Linked DNA regions of Sus scrofa: region 2 is linked to region 1. Evidence: chromatin contacts called from public Hi-C data. All regions are on one chromosome and are shown on one strand. Each heading gives the region's core, a stretch centred on a gene start, on an enhancer-like site or on the middle of the called end of the contact. The rest is flanking DNA. Distances are from core to core; before and after follow the strand shown.

Region 1 (6,958 bases), core at 1,607-4,106:
TTAGAGGAACTTCCCCAGAATAATATCTGGGGTTGGCCATGGGGATTCCCTGTGGAAACTACTTCCACAGAGCTTTCTCAGAAGCCCTCGGGAGAGCTGATACAAAAGGATGGACGTGGCCATCTCTGTTCCCTGTCCTTTGTGGTACACAGATGCTTCAAATGCCAGGGCCACTAAGTACAGTTGTGTGGGTTATGCCTTGCTGAGGAGGGCAAGTGGGAACTGAAATCCAACTCCAGATCAGTAGGGCAACCTTCTGTGCAGAGCTGTGTCTGCACAAAGAAGGGTGAGCAGAGGCCCTGCCAAATAGCCTGAGGTCCTGACAACCTGGGAGGTCAGAGAAGAGGTGAGCTGACCCCAGGGAGAAGGGACAGGGACGATGGCCACTGGGACAGTATGCTGGAGCTAAGGCGTGGCTCACAGGAGGACATCCAGGTTCAAGATTCCCCTTAGCAGGGTGCCCGGTACTGTGAAGTCAGGGCCAGAGATGGGGGGACCGAGGGGGGGGAGGTAAAGTGAGGCCCCATGTGGGTCCAGAGAAGAATATTTCCTGCCAGTTGTTTCATGCGGAGGGGGCTCAGAGAGGACAGCTCTGGGGCCTTGGGGGCTGGGCTCCCGGCTCCAGCTCTGAGGTTCCTACCTTCTCTCTGGGGCAGAAGAGAGAGGGGTGTGTGCTCCAGCAGCTGGAGTGGAAATGAGAAAAAGGAAGGAGGCAGAGCTGCCCCTCTGCACCCAGCTTCCCTCTGCTAGGCTCAGAGAGAAGTCATTGCTATTTCCATTTTAAAGAGGGGAGAAAAGACGGTGTTCTAGGCTGTCGATTCTTGAAGGGGGGGAGGGGGGAGGGAGAGGGAAGGGAGGGAGGGAGGGGGGAGAGGGAAGCCGGGGACAATTCCTTGCCCTGGCCGGCACCCCCACCCCCCACTTCTCCTATGGAAATTTAAGCTGCCCCAAGGCCCGAAGGAGCTAGTCCATTAGCCGTGGTCAGCGGGGGTGTAGGGAGGGGCCTTTCTGCCTCCAGGTCCTTGTGCCAATTGAAAGGCAAAGCTTCTGTTCGCTCTATTAGAGCCCAAATGAAACAACAAATAAAAACCTCCCTGCGCATGTTTATAACACACACACGAGGGCTTTATCTCCTCTGCAGAGCTGAAGCTGAGTAATTTGAGGGTAGGTGGGTGGTGGGGGATCCGCGGACTCGCTGGGTTAGAGCACAGAGACAGAGGAGAAGGTGCCCTCCCAAAGCACTTGCCAGGGGAAGCCCGAGGAGGAGTTGCGCGGGGCGGGGTGGGCGCGGGCGGGTGGAGTGAGCATCGACTTAGCTCCCTCTGGAAAAGGGGCAAGGGCAGGGTCCGCTGAACGGAGGGAGGGAAGCCTTCCAGGATGCCCAGGGGTGGGAGGGTTGGGGGGGGTGTTCCGGGAACCCCTAGGGGAAAGGAGTTAAAAGAAGGGCCAGGGAGGACAGTGGGACGCCCCCGGTCTGAAAGGGAAGAGTTCTGATGCCGAGGGGGATGTTGGGGACCCGTCATTTCGTTTCAGGGTGAGCCTGTCTCCGCAAGGGGGTCGGCTGATCCTCGCTCCAGCCGCGGTCTTTGGTATGGAGAAGAGTCCCAGCCTGGAGGTGTTTGGGGTGTGGAGGGACCAATGAGAAGCTGATCCGCTCAGAAGGGTGCAGGCAGAGGGCTGGCTGGGGCTACACCCCTTCCCCCGTCAGAACTTGGGCTTGTCCTATTTGACGTGCCCGCCGAAGGGGGCGGGAGGGGGTACTGACCCGAGGAACGGTCCCGCGACTCTGTACTCCCTGCTACCCAGGCCCGGCCGGGACGGTGTCAGGCTCAGCGGGGCGCCCCTGGAGCCGAGGATGGAGGTAGGAGGGGTCTAGGGCCCCCGAAGGGCCAAAGATCTTAAAGGAACCCCACGGGGATGGGAATCAAGTGCAGCCTGGAGTGCAGGGGGCCTGGAGGTGGGAGCGAAGGTCCTGGAAAGAGGAGTGGGAGAGGGGTTCGTCCTAGGCTTCGGCGGAGGTCTGGCTCCGAGTTGCGTCGCCTCCGCTCTGGCCAGGGCAGCGCCTCCTGCTGGCAGGGCCAGACCCCTGCCGGGCAACAAATGGGACCCCGGGACAGGGGCCGCCAACGGGAGGGTTGGTGCGGCCGCCAGCGAGTGAGCCCAGGGGGCGCTGCGGCGGGTCGGGGAGGAGGAGCACCTTGCCTCGGCGGGCCTCGTCTCGCCCGTGGCCTCTGCAGGCCGAGCCCCGCGGCCCCAGGACCCTGGAGAGGGGAGTGACAGTAGACAGTCCCCAGGCGCCGGGGGCATCCCAATTCAATCCTGAAGGAGCCACCGGGTCTGGGCCTGGGACGGGTGGACGGACGTGGCTCCCCCAGGACCCAGAGGGGGCGCTGGACACCGGGGCAAGCGAGCTATGCACGAGCATCCATCCTTGTCGATCCATGCCTCTGCTGAGGATGCGTCGAAGCCGTCGCTGGGACCGCGGCGCCTTTCTTCCTCCGGCGCTGGAGGATGGGCTCCGGGCGCAGGGAGCAGGGGCCGGGAGGGAGCGGAACCTCCGCCTCGGCTCCGGAGTCCCCGCAGCCGTTTAGCTGCTCCCGCCCTTCTGCCTGCGGCTGTAGGAGCTCCCGAGTCCCTACCTTTTCTGGGGAGGGGTTTGAGGAAGAAGCCGGGGTGGGGGTGTCGGAGAAGGACGGCGAGATATCGGATGGAAGGACAGTGGGAGGCACCCAGATAAACAGAACAGAGACTGTAGAAGGAGAAGAGACGGAAATGGAGAGAGAAGGACCGAAAGGCGACAGGGGAGGGAGTGACAGAGGCGGCGAGAAAGGAGGAGAGAGGGAGGGAGGGAGGGAGGGTGGGAAGGAGGGAGGAGGGAAAGGGGAGGGAACCTGGAGAGAGGGAAGAGAGCAGGCGTTGGAGCCGGGCGGGCGTGGGGCGAGGCCAGCGTGCAGGCGGGAGCCAGTGTGCAGAGCAGCGGCCGGGTCCTGCTCCCGCCTCGGAGCCCCTGGCCCGGGGAGGGGGAGAGGCCGCCAGCCCGGTCTATGTCTTTTTCTGACTCCAGTGCAACCTTCCTGCTGAATGAGGTAAACGCGGGGGCCCCGACCCCAGTGGGTAGCAGGAGAGCCCCACTCCCAGCTAGGAAGAGGGCCCGCACGAGGGGGAGACTGCAGGGATGGTGGGGAGGGAGGGAGGGCCAGTAGGTGAGGCTAAGGGTAGAAGGAGGGAGCAGGAAAGGAGGGATCCGCCAGGGCCAGAGCTGGCAGCTTCTAACCACTGGGACTGGGATGGGATGGGTGGACTGCCTGGGGAGCCAGAAAAGGGGCTAGATATGAGGATGGGGGCGGGGGTGGGGTGCCTCTGCTGCAAGCTCCCCTGGTGCCCCTCCCTGGGTTCCCTGGAGCAGCCAGCAGCTAGAATGCTAGAGGCTTTGGCTTTGTCCAGATCTTAAAGACTGCTGGGGAGGACTTCCAAGGGGCCCTAGATCCTGCCTCAGTTTCCCCATTCAGTGTTCAGGGATTGGGATCTGCCCAGCTTCCTGGTGTGCTTATAGGAGAAACTAGAATGTATTCTAGAGGCTCTCAAGAATTCCAACTCCCAAACCTGGTTGTTCGGGCTCTCCCACCCCCATGTCCTGCTTCCATGCCTGGGTACCTGCCTGCTGCCAGTCTAAGGACTCTCAAAGAAAGAGGACAGAAGAAATCCGCTCCTTGAATACTTTTTACCCCCTCACCTCAGCTCGCTCTCGCGCGCGCTCTCTCTCTCTCTCTCTCTCTCTCTCTCTCTCTCTGTGCTCAGCCAGGGAAAAGAAAAGGGGTTAGGGACCACATGGATAAGAGACAGGCATATGTCGTGTTACAGGACAGGAGTCACTAGGCTGGCATGAGAACTAGAGCAGGCAGGTGTCGGTGAGGTATGAACTGGAAGGGGGCAGTGAGTAGCAAATCAGAGAGAAGGGAACAGGGAGAGAGGCTCTGAAGCTCCCCGTAGGACCCAGGGGATTGGACGCAGGTATGAGGAACGTGAACACATCTCCTGGGGGTGGTTGGCATGGCAATTCCTGCTTCTTTGTGGGCAGACTTCGACACCACTGTCCCAGATGAGGATGGAGACAACAAGGTGTGGGAGGAAGGAGGGAGGTTGATGGTAGATCCACTGTTACCTACGGTCCCGAGGACACTCTGGTGGTGGGGAGAGTCCCAAAAGGAGAGGCTAGGAGAGTACACTCAGGGCTGGGGAGAGAAGCGGATGCCCGAGAAGCTGTCTTCTTCATCGGAGTCATCTCCCAGGAGAGAGCACCTTGAGGGTCTTACTCTTTTACATTTCATGCCTCCCTTTGCCCCTCTGGAAGGACAGAAGGGATTGAAGAGACAGAATAAAAGAGGAGATAAATACCAAGGAACTGGGAGAGGGCACAAAGTGAGAAGACAGTGTCTGGGAAGAATCCAACAGAAAACCAGCCCCCAAATGGTGCTGGACTCAGGAGAAGGACCTGGGAAAGCAGACTGCCCCCCTCCCCCCAACAGGGAGCCATGGGGGCTCTAACAAAGTTGTTTGCCAAATCCAGCAGGAGGAAGATGCTGGGCAGGGCTGGACTGCACCACTTACAGGGTGTGGACAGACTAAAGCAGACTAAAGATGTCTTAAGATGAGGCTCCTCTTTTTCTTGCTAAGGGAACGTGAACAAGTGACATAGTGAGAAGCCAGTTGGGGCTTCTTTTTTTGGGGGGCGGGGTCTTCCTCTCTCGCGAAGGCACAATGCTTCCCATCATGGGTCTCATCAACCCTGTCAGAGTTTTGGTTTTCTAATTCCCCGGTAGCCCAGGAAGGTGAAGGCGTGAGCAGATTTCTGATTCACCCCCCTGGGTGTGAGACAGTGGAAAAGGAGAAGGACTGAGCTTCTGAAGCTTTCTAGTAATCTTCCCTGGCGCATCCCTGGGGGTGAGGATGGGGTGGAGGAGAGTAGGTAGGCAATCAAAATTCAAGGGGATAATTTTGTTCAGGAGATAAAAAAAAAAAAAAAAACAGGAAGGAACTCAAATGGGTGGAACTTTGAGGAAGTTTCCTGAAGATAAGGACTGCTGCTCAGTTCTAACCTCAAATCTTAGTGCCCTTTTGAAGGCGACTGCCTGGTTAAGCGGCTCCAAGCAGGATACTGGCCATCCCACCCCACCTCCATCCTCTTGCCAAGGAGGGGATCTGGCCTCACACTAGTGACTCTGAAGGGGGAAACGTGCCCCGGACCCCACCTTCCGCCCCAGCCCCAGCCATCCCCTTACCTCTGCTCTCAGGTTTCTTCCCTCTCCCTTTAGGCTCGCCTAAAACAGCCCCTCCCTACCCCAGTTCCCACGGATGCCTTGGCAACGCCCCGCACAGCCCTTGGCAGGGAAGTGAGGAAGGGAACCCCCATCCTGGCCAGACGAGGATGAGATCTGCCCGCGCAACAGGTGTGGGGCGGCGGGACCCCAAACCTCCCCCTTCGCACCGCTTGGGCATCGAGGCCCTTTGCTGCCAAAGTCCCAACACGGAGAGGGCCGAGCGCCTGGGGTGGGGAAAGGCTACTTTCTTGCCACGGCCTGGGGTCGCTAAGCCCATTCCTTCCCGGTGCCACTGCTGGGTTTGCTTTTGGAGTCTCCCGGGCCGCCAGGGCCCAGACACACCGCCCTCTCACCTGCCGCCCCTCCCCCGCCCGCCGCCCGCCCCCGCCCCGCCTCCTCCGTCTCCCTCCGTCTCCCTCCGTCTCCCCAGGCTCCTGCCTCCCCACTTCCTCCCTGTGCCTCTCCTCCTCCCTTCTCCGTTTCCCACCGCCCGGTAGCCGGCGCCCTCTCCTTTCTCGCCGGGGTCTCGGCTTCCCTGCCGTCTCGGCGCAGCCTCCCCTCCCCCGCCCCAGCCCTTTGTTTCCCGGCGGAGTATTTCCTGGGTTGCCGAGCGTCTCTGTCTCCGCATCTCTCCTCGCCCCGCCTCCTGCAAGGCTGGATCCGCCCCGCCCGCAGTCTCTCCTCCCCTTCCTCCCTGCCGCCCCTCTGCCCCGCAAGTGCTAGGGGACCCACCTTCTGGCCAGCTCCTGCGGGCAACCCTCTGCCCGCCGGCTCTCGGGCTCCCCAGTGGCCGGCGCCCCCCGCCGCCACCCCCGCCCGCTCCCAGGGAGGGGGGGTCAGGTGGGCGGGCACTATTGTTGTAGGAGCCGGCGCCAGATTCCTCGGCGGCGCTCGGGGTGGGATCGGCAGGGTTTGGGGGGGTGGGGTGGGGGGAAGCGGTGATTTGAGCTCGGAGCAGCTGGTCTTCGCGGCTCGCTCCCTCCTGCGTGCTCCCGCTCTCCTCCGCCGCCGCCCGCAGGGCTGCGGGGCTCGGTGGCATCTCCCGGGCGCGGCCCGCTGTCCTCACCCCTGCCTCCGGGCCGCTCCCGCCCCCGGCGCCGCTCCTTCCCCCCCCATCCGGACTCCCCCATGTATGACGACTCCTACGTGCCCGGGTTTGAGGACTCGGAGGCGGTGAGTGCCTACGGGGAGGGTGGGGGTGGGGAAGTTGGGGTGACACCTTCTCTCTCTTGGACCCTTCCCCCAGTTCAGGACTTTGGGAAAAAAAAAAAAAAACCCGCTTCTGTGGCGGGGCAGGGCGTGGGGGGGGGCGCTCCAGGAAAGTGGGGAGATGGGTTTTCATGCCAGAGGCTCCCAGTGCTCCTGTCCTAGAGCAAGGGGCGTCGGGTGTGTGCAGAGAGGGGCTAGTTGGGGGGGGGGGCTCAGAGCAGGTGGCTCCACAGCCCAGGATAGAAGGGTAGAGGGAGGAGGGGCTGGAGGCAGAGGGCCCAGAGGCTTTAGAGAGGCCTCACTGCAATGTCTGGAGTTCCCAAGGGGTGATTTGTGGGGTCTGAACATAACAGCCACAGGAGAAACTGGGGCTCTTGCAGAGGGGGACCCTCCAGACCTCCTGTGCCTCAAGTAAAGGACAAATTAGGGAG
Region 2 (6,240 bases), core at 3,645-6,144, 60 kb after region 1:
CATGTCACATCACAACCCAAAATATACACCCCCTCGAACCTTACATCCATATATGTTTACATATATATTTATTTATAGCACACACACATTCATAGGGAAATCAGTTTCCCAAAACATTCACCTAAGTGTAACATACTCTGGCTGTACCCTGGGGGCCTTTTGCTGCTTTCCCTCTTGCCCATCTTTTTTTTTTTTAGGGCTGCACCCGAGGCATATGGAGGTTCCCAAGCTAGGGGTCAAATCAGAGCTGCAGCTGCCAGCCTACGCCACAGCAATGCCAGACCCTTAACCCACTGAGCGTGGCCGGGGATCGAACCTGCATCCTCATGGGTACTAGTTGGGTTCATGACTGCTGAGCCACAATAGAAGCTCCTGAAAATGAGATTCGTGAAGGCACGAAAAAGGGATGTTGATTATTCAATCGGGAGCAAACCGGAAGAGAGAAGGTCAAACTCTTAATCGTAACAGACTTCAGGGCTTTCGGGGCCAATTTCTGTTTTCTCTCCCTCAGGGAAGAGGAAGTGTCGGGGTTGGAGAGGCTAAGGCTGGTAATCAGAAGAATGTTCCAGCTGTGGTGAAACCCTGGCTCTGGAAATCCACAATCCTGCCACGGAAACAGAGGCTCACAGAGGACGTCTAAAGGTCACAAGGTAGTTAGTGCTGGGCGTGGAGCCAAGGCTTTCCTCCAGCAGGTTGTAGCCAGCGGCCAGGACCCCAAGGGGGTCAGATGGGATGGCAAGCCCGGTGGGGACTCCGGGTTTGCTTAAGATTCACAATTCCCAGGAAGGGCTGGGAAGATCACAAGGTACTGCAATGACTGCCATCCCCACTGGAAACCTAAGAAAGCTCGTTGAAAGATTTAGTCATTTTACTCAGGGTCATGTACCTAGTAGCTGCCAGAACCAGGATTCAATCCTGGGCCATGTGGCTTGAGCCTGGGCTCTCCACCTGGGCAGCCTTGGCAGGTTTGGTGGGGCTGACTCCTGGGCGGGAATGCCAGTGAAGTTCTGTATCACCTCATCCGCCCTCGGGGGTGTGGCGATGCGGGGAGAGCTCAGTGTGGCCATGCAGGTAGGGCCCAGCACGTAGGAAGTGCGCCAATAGGCTTGTTCTCATTACATCTGTCTTTCCGTTATTTGCTCTGTGCCTGGGTGTATACCCTTAACCTTCGGCAACCTGGAAGCAAGGTCCTTCCTCAGTTTCTGTCCTCAGCGGGTAGACAGGACTACAAGTAAGCAGGTGACTGCCTGGCCGTCTTTGTCCCACCCCCTGCCAGACTCTGGCATCCTCTGGCACGCCCTGGGAGATTGGACTGGAGGTAAGCAGGAAGGGCTCTCACATCTTGTAGAAGAGGATGCTGGGGCCCAAAGAGAGAGAGAGGGGGTTCTGGATTGGGGTTGTTTCTGTGGTCTGTCAACATTTACTGAGCGCTTCCCACGCTCCAGGCACCATTCTAGGTACTGAGGATAAGGCAGGGAACAGTACCTAAAAGACCCCGAGTCCACCTTATCAGAGTGGAAGAGAAAGGCCATCAACAACAACAACAACCAACAGGTAAACAAAAAAACACTAGCCAGGAGTTCCCACCGTGGCTCAGAGGAAACAAATCTGACTAGCATCCATGAGGAGGCAGGTTCGATCCCTCGCCTGGCTCAGTGGGTAAAGGATCCGGCATTGCAGTGAACAGTGGTGTAGTTCACAGATGCCACTCAGATCTAGTGCTGCTGTGGCTGTGGCTGTGGTGTAGTCAGCAGCCACAGCTCTGATTTGACCCCTAGCCTGGGAACCTCCATAGGCTGCGGATGTGGCCCTAAAAAGACCCCCCCAAAAAAAAATTAGCCAGAAAAATATCATACTGACAAATGTCAGAGAACACGAAAGGGAGCAGTCAAGTGGCTACTTCATTCGAGGTGATCTCTCCAGGCAGATGACACTAAGGGATGAAAAGGTGCCAGTGGGTACAATCAAGAAGGGCAAGAGGGTGGAGCTCCCACCATGGCACATTAGAAACATTAGAAACAAATCTGACTAGGAACCATGAGGTTGCGGGTTTGATCCCTGGCCTCGCTCAGTGGGTTGCAGATCCGGTGTTGCCGTGAGCTGTGGTGTAGGTCACAGACATAGCTCAGATCTGGCGCAGCTGTAGCTCTGGTGTAGGTTGGCATTTGCAGCTCTGATTTGACCCCTAGCCTGGAAACTTCCATATGCTGCAGGTGTGGCCCTAAAAAGACAAAAAAAAAAAAAAATTTCTATTTCTCAGCCCTTCCCACATCTCTCCTTTGCTGGCTCCCTTTATCACTTGTGTCTTTAGACACTGGCAGTCCAAGTCCAGCTCCAGGACTCTGGTATGTAGATGGAGCTGAACGGAAGAGGGCTGAGAAATAGCCCTATGTCCGGGAGGACCCTCAGGTCCAGTGACTAACAGCTCCATTACCCAGGCCCTTACCACCTGCAAGGCCCTGTGCCCAGTGCTTCCCCTGCATGATGTCATTTAGCCTCTCTACAACTCTATTAGGTAAATGCTATTTTATTGATGATGAAGCCTAAACATAATTGGTGCAGGTTCCTAGGTTTATCTGACTTTCCAGATCCTCCTTTGGGTCAGGGTGCTCTCACAGTGGGACAAGCCAAGAACTGCAGACATAGAGTGACTTTTTTTTTTCTCTTGTCTCTTTAGGGCTGCACCCACAGCCTTTGGAAGTTCCCAAGCTAGGGGTTGAATCCAAGCTAGAGCTGCTGGCCTACACCACAGCCACAGCAATGCAGGATCCAAGCCGAGTCTGGGACCTACACCACAGCTCCAGGCAACGTTGGATCCTAAACACACAGAGCGAGGCCAGGGATCAAACCCACATCCTCATGGATACTAGTGGGGTTCTGACTAGTATCAGACTAGTATCTGACTAGTACCACTGAGCCACGATGGGAACTTCTAGAGTAGCCTCTTCCGACGGGAGGGGGAAAAAATGCCACAGTAGGGGAAGTTTCCAGGAGGGAAACAAGAAAAAAGTATTAAAAGGATGAAAGACCCTGAGACGCATGCAATTCAAAATTGCATCACAGTATCTCCGGGCAGGGGGACCAGGAGAGGCAGTGATGAGAGACGGGTGGGATAAGTCTAGGATGGGGGGTGGGGGGCAGAAGAAAGGTCACGGAAAGAAATGCGCCACCCCCATTCCTGGGAAGAACCGCAAGATCAGGAAGGTGCCGGTGTGTGAACTGTGTTTATTTTTTCCGAAGTCTAAAAATACAGTGAAAAGGAAACATACACACACACAAACCAGCCTAACCAGAAATGGGAAAAAGTGGTCATGGCAACAGTTGAGAAATCCGAGTCAGGAATTTCAGGAACTGGGATAACTCGGTGACCGGAGCTTGGAAATTCCACCTCATGACGAGGTTCTTGAAAGCTGCCGGCTTCCGATCAGAGTCTGGAGCGCTTTCCAGCAGCCTGGGGTGGGGCGGAGGGGAAGGAGGGAGGAGGCGGGGAAAGCCTCCTACCGAGAGGGCGGACCTGTCACCTTGAGAGGCTGTGGGTGTGGAATGAAAAAGCGGTAGGGTCCTCCAGTCAGCCCCTCTCAGAGTAAAAATAAGCCCTCACCAAGTGCTCAGCAGATAGCAACAATCTTGCAAAATAAGAATTATAATCCTTGCGGAGTTCCCGTTGTGGTGCAGCGGAAATGAATCTGACTGGGAACCATGAGGTTGAGGATTCGATCCCTGGCCTCGCTCAGTGGGTCAAGGATCCGGCGTTGCCGTGAGCTGTGGTGTAGGTCACAGACACAGCTCGGATCTGGCATTGCTGTGGCTGTGGCGTAGGACGGCAGCTGTAGCTCCAATTCGACCCTTAGCCTGGGAACTTCCATATGCCGTGGGTGCGGCCCTAAAAAGACAAAAAAAAAAAAAAAAAATTATAATCCTTGCTTTACAGATGAGGACTTCTGCACAGAGAGGTTAAGGAATTTGCCTAAATTCTACAGCTGGCAAGTGGCAGATCTAGGGACCTTTTTTTGAGCTCGCAAAGCCTTTTTGCAGATCTGGTGAAAGCCAAGCGGCCAGGAAAAAGGCTTGTAATGAGCTTATATACATCTTACACTCAATTTCAGGGGGGTTGAAGAGCCCCTAGTCCCATTCTTGATAAAGCAATTGGATAGTAGGGCCAGTGTTGAATTACGTCCCCCCTCCCCCACCTCCAATCCAACAGTCCAGTAAGCAAAGCAAAGAATATATGGGGAAGGAGATGGTTTCCACGGATTGCCTGTTCCCCACCCCGAACCCCTGCTATTCTGGGACCTGAGCTTTGTCCTGGCTGGTTTGAGAGGTCTCCCAAGCCTGCTCGGGTGTGAGGTGGGGAGAGGGCTGGCAGGTGTGAGGGGATGGGCCGGGAAAGCTATAATGGGCTCTGTGGAGAAGCCCGAATTGTGCTCTATTAAAGGACAATGCTTTTCCCTCACCCCTCAGGGTATCCTTTTTCGGGGAGAGATTTGGAACTGCCCAGACTAGAAGAGATGAAGGCCTCCTCCCTTAATTAAATGCCCAGGGGTTGCTATGGAAACCAGAGCTTCCAAATCCTGGCCAGACAATGGGGAGAGGAGCAGCCTCCAGCCTAGACCAGTGAAGCTTCAGGGGCCTCGCAGGGGCTGGAGTGGGGGCCAGAGGGTGAGAAAAAGGGGGTGCCAATCAAGAAGTTCAGCCTCCCCTCTCCCTGGAACTGTGGGAAGGGGCCTCTCAGAACCAAGGGGTCTTGCCCAAGACAGGGGGGCATCGCTCCCGGAGAGAGGAAGGGAGTGGGGCCGGGTAGCTGGAGCCAGGCACGGCCCAGAACTGAACACCTCCTTTGTTCCCAGAGGAGAAAGCCAGCCAAGTTGGTAAACAAAGAGAAGAGGCCAGAGGGCAGACAGCGAAGCGATAAGGGACTGCGCAGAGCTGAGTAATGGAGCCTGAGAGACCGAGGGGGATCTCCTGTGTCTCACTGACAGGCAGAACGGGGGCATATATTGTCACAGTCAGCAGAGCCACAGACACTCCCCTCTACAGAAAAGTATGCACTGGGGCACCTGTCTTTGGGGACACTCAGCCCCGCCAAGCCATGGTCCCCTAGCTCCCCTCTGGAGCCACCTTTTCACCTCCAGCCTTTGGGCTGTGTCTTCAGGGAAGGTAGGGGACCGGGCTCTGGAATCTGCTCGGGCTCCCGCATGGGTGGGGAGCTGCATATTGGGGTCAGGAGCTTCAAAGGTCGTGAATCTGGCCCAGGGGAAAGACCCACATTTTGAAAACGTTACAATCCCTACCTTCCTCACTGCTCATGGTGCCAGGCAGCTCTGCAGGGAGAAGTGACTGTCTTCCTTTCCCAGAGAGATGAACCTGAGGGGAAGTTAGGAAAAGCCAGAAGCTTCACAGTCAGGAAGTGGCCAGGCTGGGAATTTTATTTTATTTTTTGTCTTTTTAGGGCTGCACCTGCAGCATACGGAGGTTCCCAGGCTAGGGGTTGAATTCAAGCTACAGCTGCTGGCCTACACCACAGCCGCAGCAACGCGGGATCCAAGCCGCATCTGCGATCTACACCCAGCTCACAGCAACGTCGGATCCTTAACCCACTGAGCAAGGCCAGGGATGGAATCCACAACCTCATTGTTCCTAGTCGGGTTCATTAACCACTGAGCCACGAGGGGAACTCCCAGACTGGGATCTGAACCCATGTTTGTCTGGTTCTAAAGCCTGTGTGCCTTCCCATTTTATTTTATTTATTTACTTCTTCATTTTTGTTTTTGTCTTTGTTTTAGGGCCGCACCCATGGCATATGGAAGTTCCCAGGCTAGGGGTCAAATCGGAGCTGCAGCTACTGCCCTATGTCACAGCCACAGCCACGCCAGATCTGAGCAGTGGATGCCCGACCCACCGAGTGAGGCCTGGGATGGAACCTACATCCTCATGGACACTAATCGGGTTCTTTACCACTGAGCCACAGCGGAAACTCCTGGCTTCCCACTTTAGACGCCTTTGCTTCAAAAACCTCCTGGAGGAGTTCCTGATGTTGCGCAGCGGAAACGAATCCAACTAGTATCTCTGAAGACAAGGCCTCGATCCCTGGCCTTGCTCAGTGGGTTAGGGATCATCTAGAGTTGTGTTGTGCTGCCGTGAGCTGTGGCGCAGGTCATAGACCTGGCTCGATCCCGCGTTGCTGTGGCTGTGGTGTAGGCCAGCAGCTGTAGCTCCCCTAGCCTGGGAACTTGCATATGC

Evidence for each region. Hi-C and Micro-C count contacts between places; a contact is called where the count stands out from the background.
Region 2: a contact with region 1 is called in a Hi-C map of liver, with 2.3 times the contacts expected there. The contact joins the enhancer-like site here to the promoter of CACNB3 in region 1. A contact is called at or near these places in 5 of 47 Hi-C or Micro-C datasets (embryonic fibroblasts, epiblast stem cells, heart right ventricle and 2 more).

The regions. Positions count from the first base shown.
Region 1 is chr5:14,872,668-14,879,625 of Sscrofa11.1, forward strand. It overlaps CACNB3 (voltage-dependent L-type calcium channel subunit beta-3), which reads left to right and starts at 2,857. Exons shown (of 13, transcript XM_021091589.1): 1 at 2,857-3,086. The coding sequence starts at 3,045.
Region 2 is chr5:14,931,032-14,937,271 of Sscrofa11.1, forward strand. No RefSeq gene overlaps it. Among named protein-coding and RNA genes, the nearest start is that of RND1, 12 kb to the left of the region's middle. Within about 2 kb of position 4,895, at least 31 of the 83 cell types and tissues checked have an H3K27ac peak or open chromatin away from gene starts, as enhancers often do. A contact at or near this core is called in epiblast stem cells and liver, where this site is marked.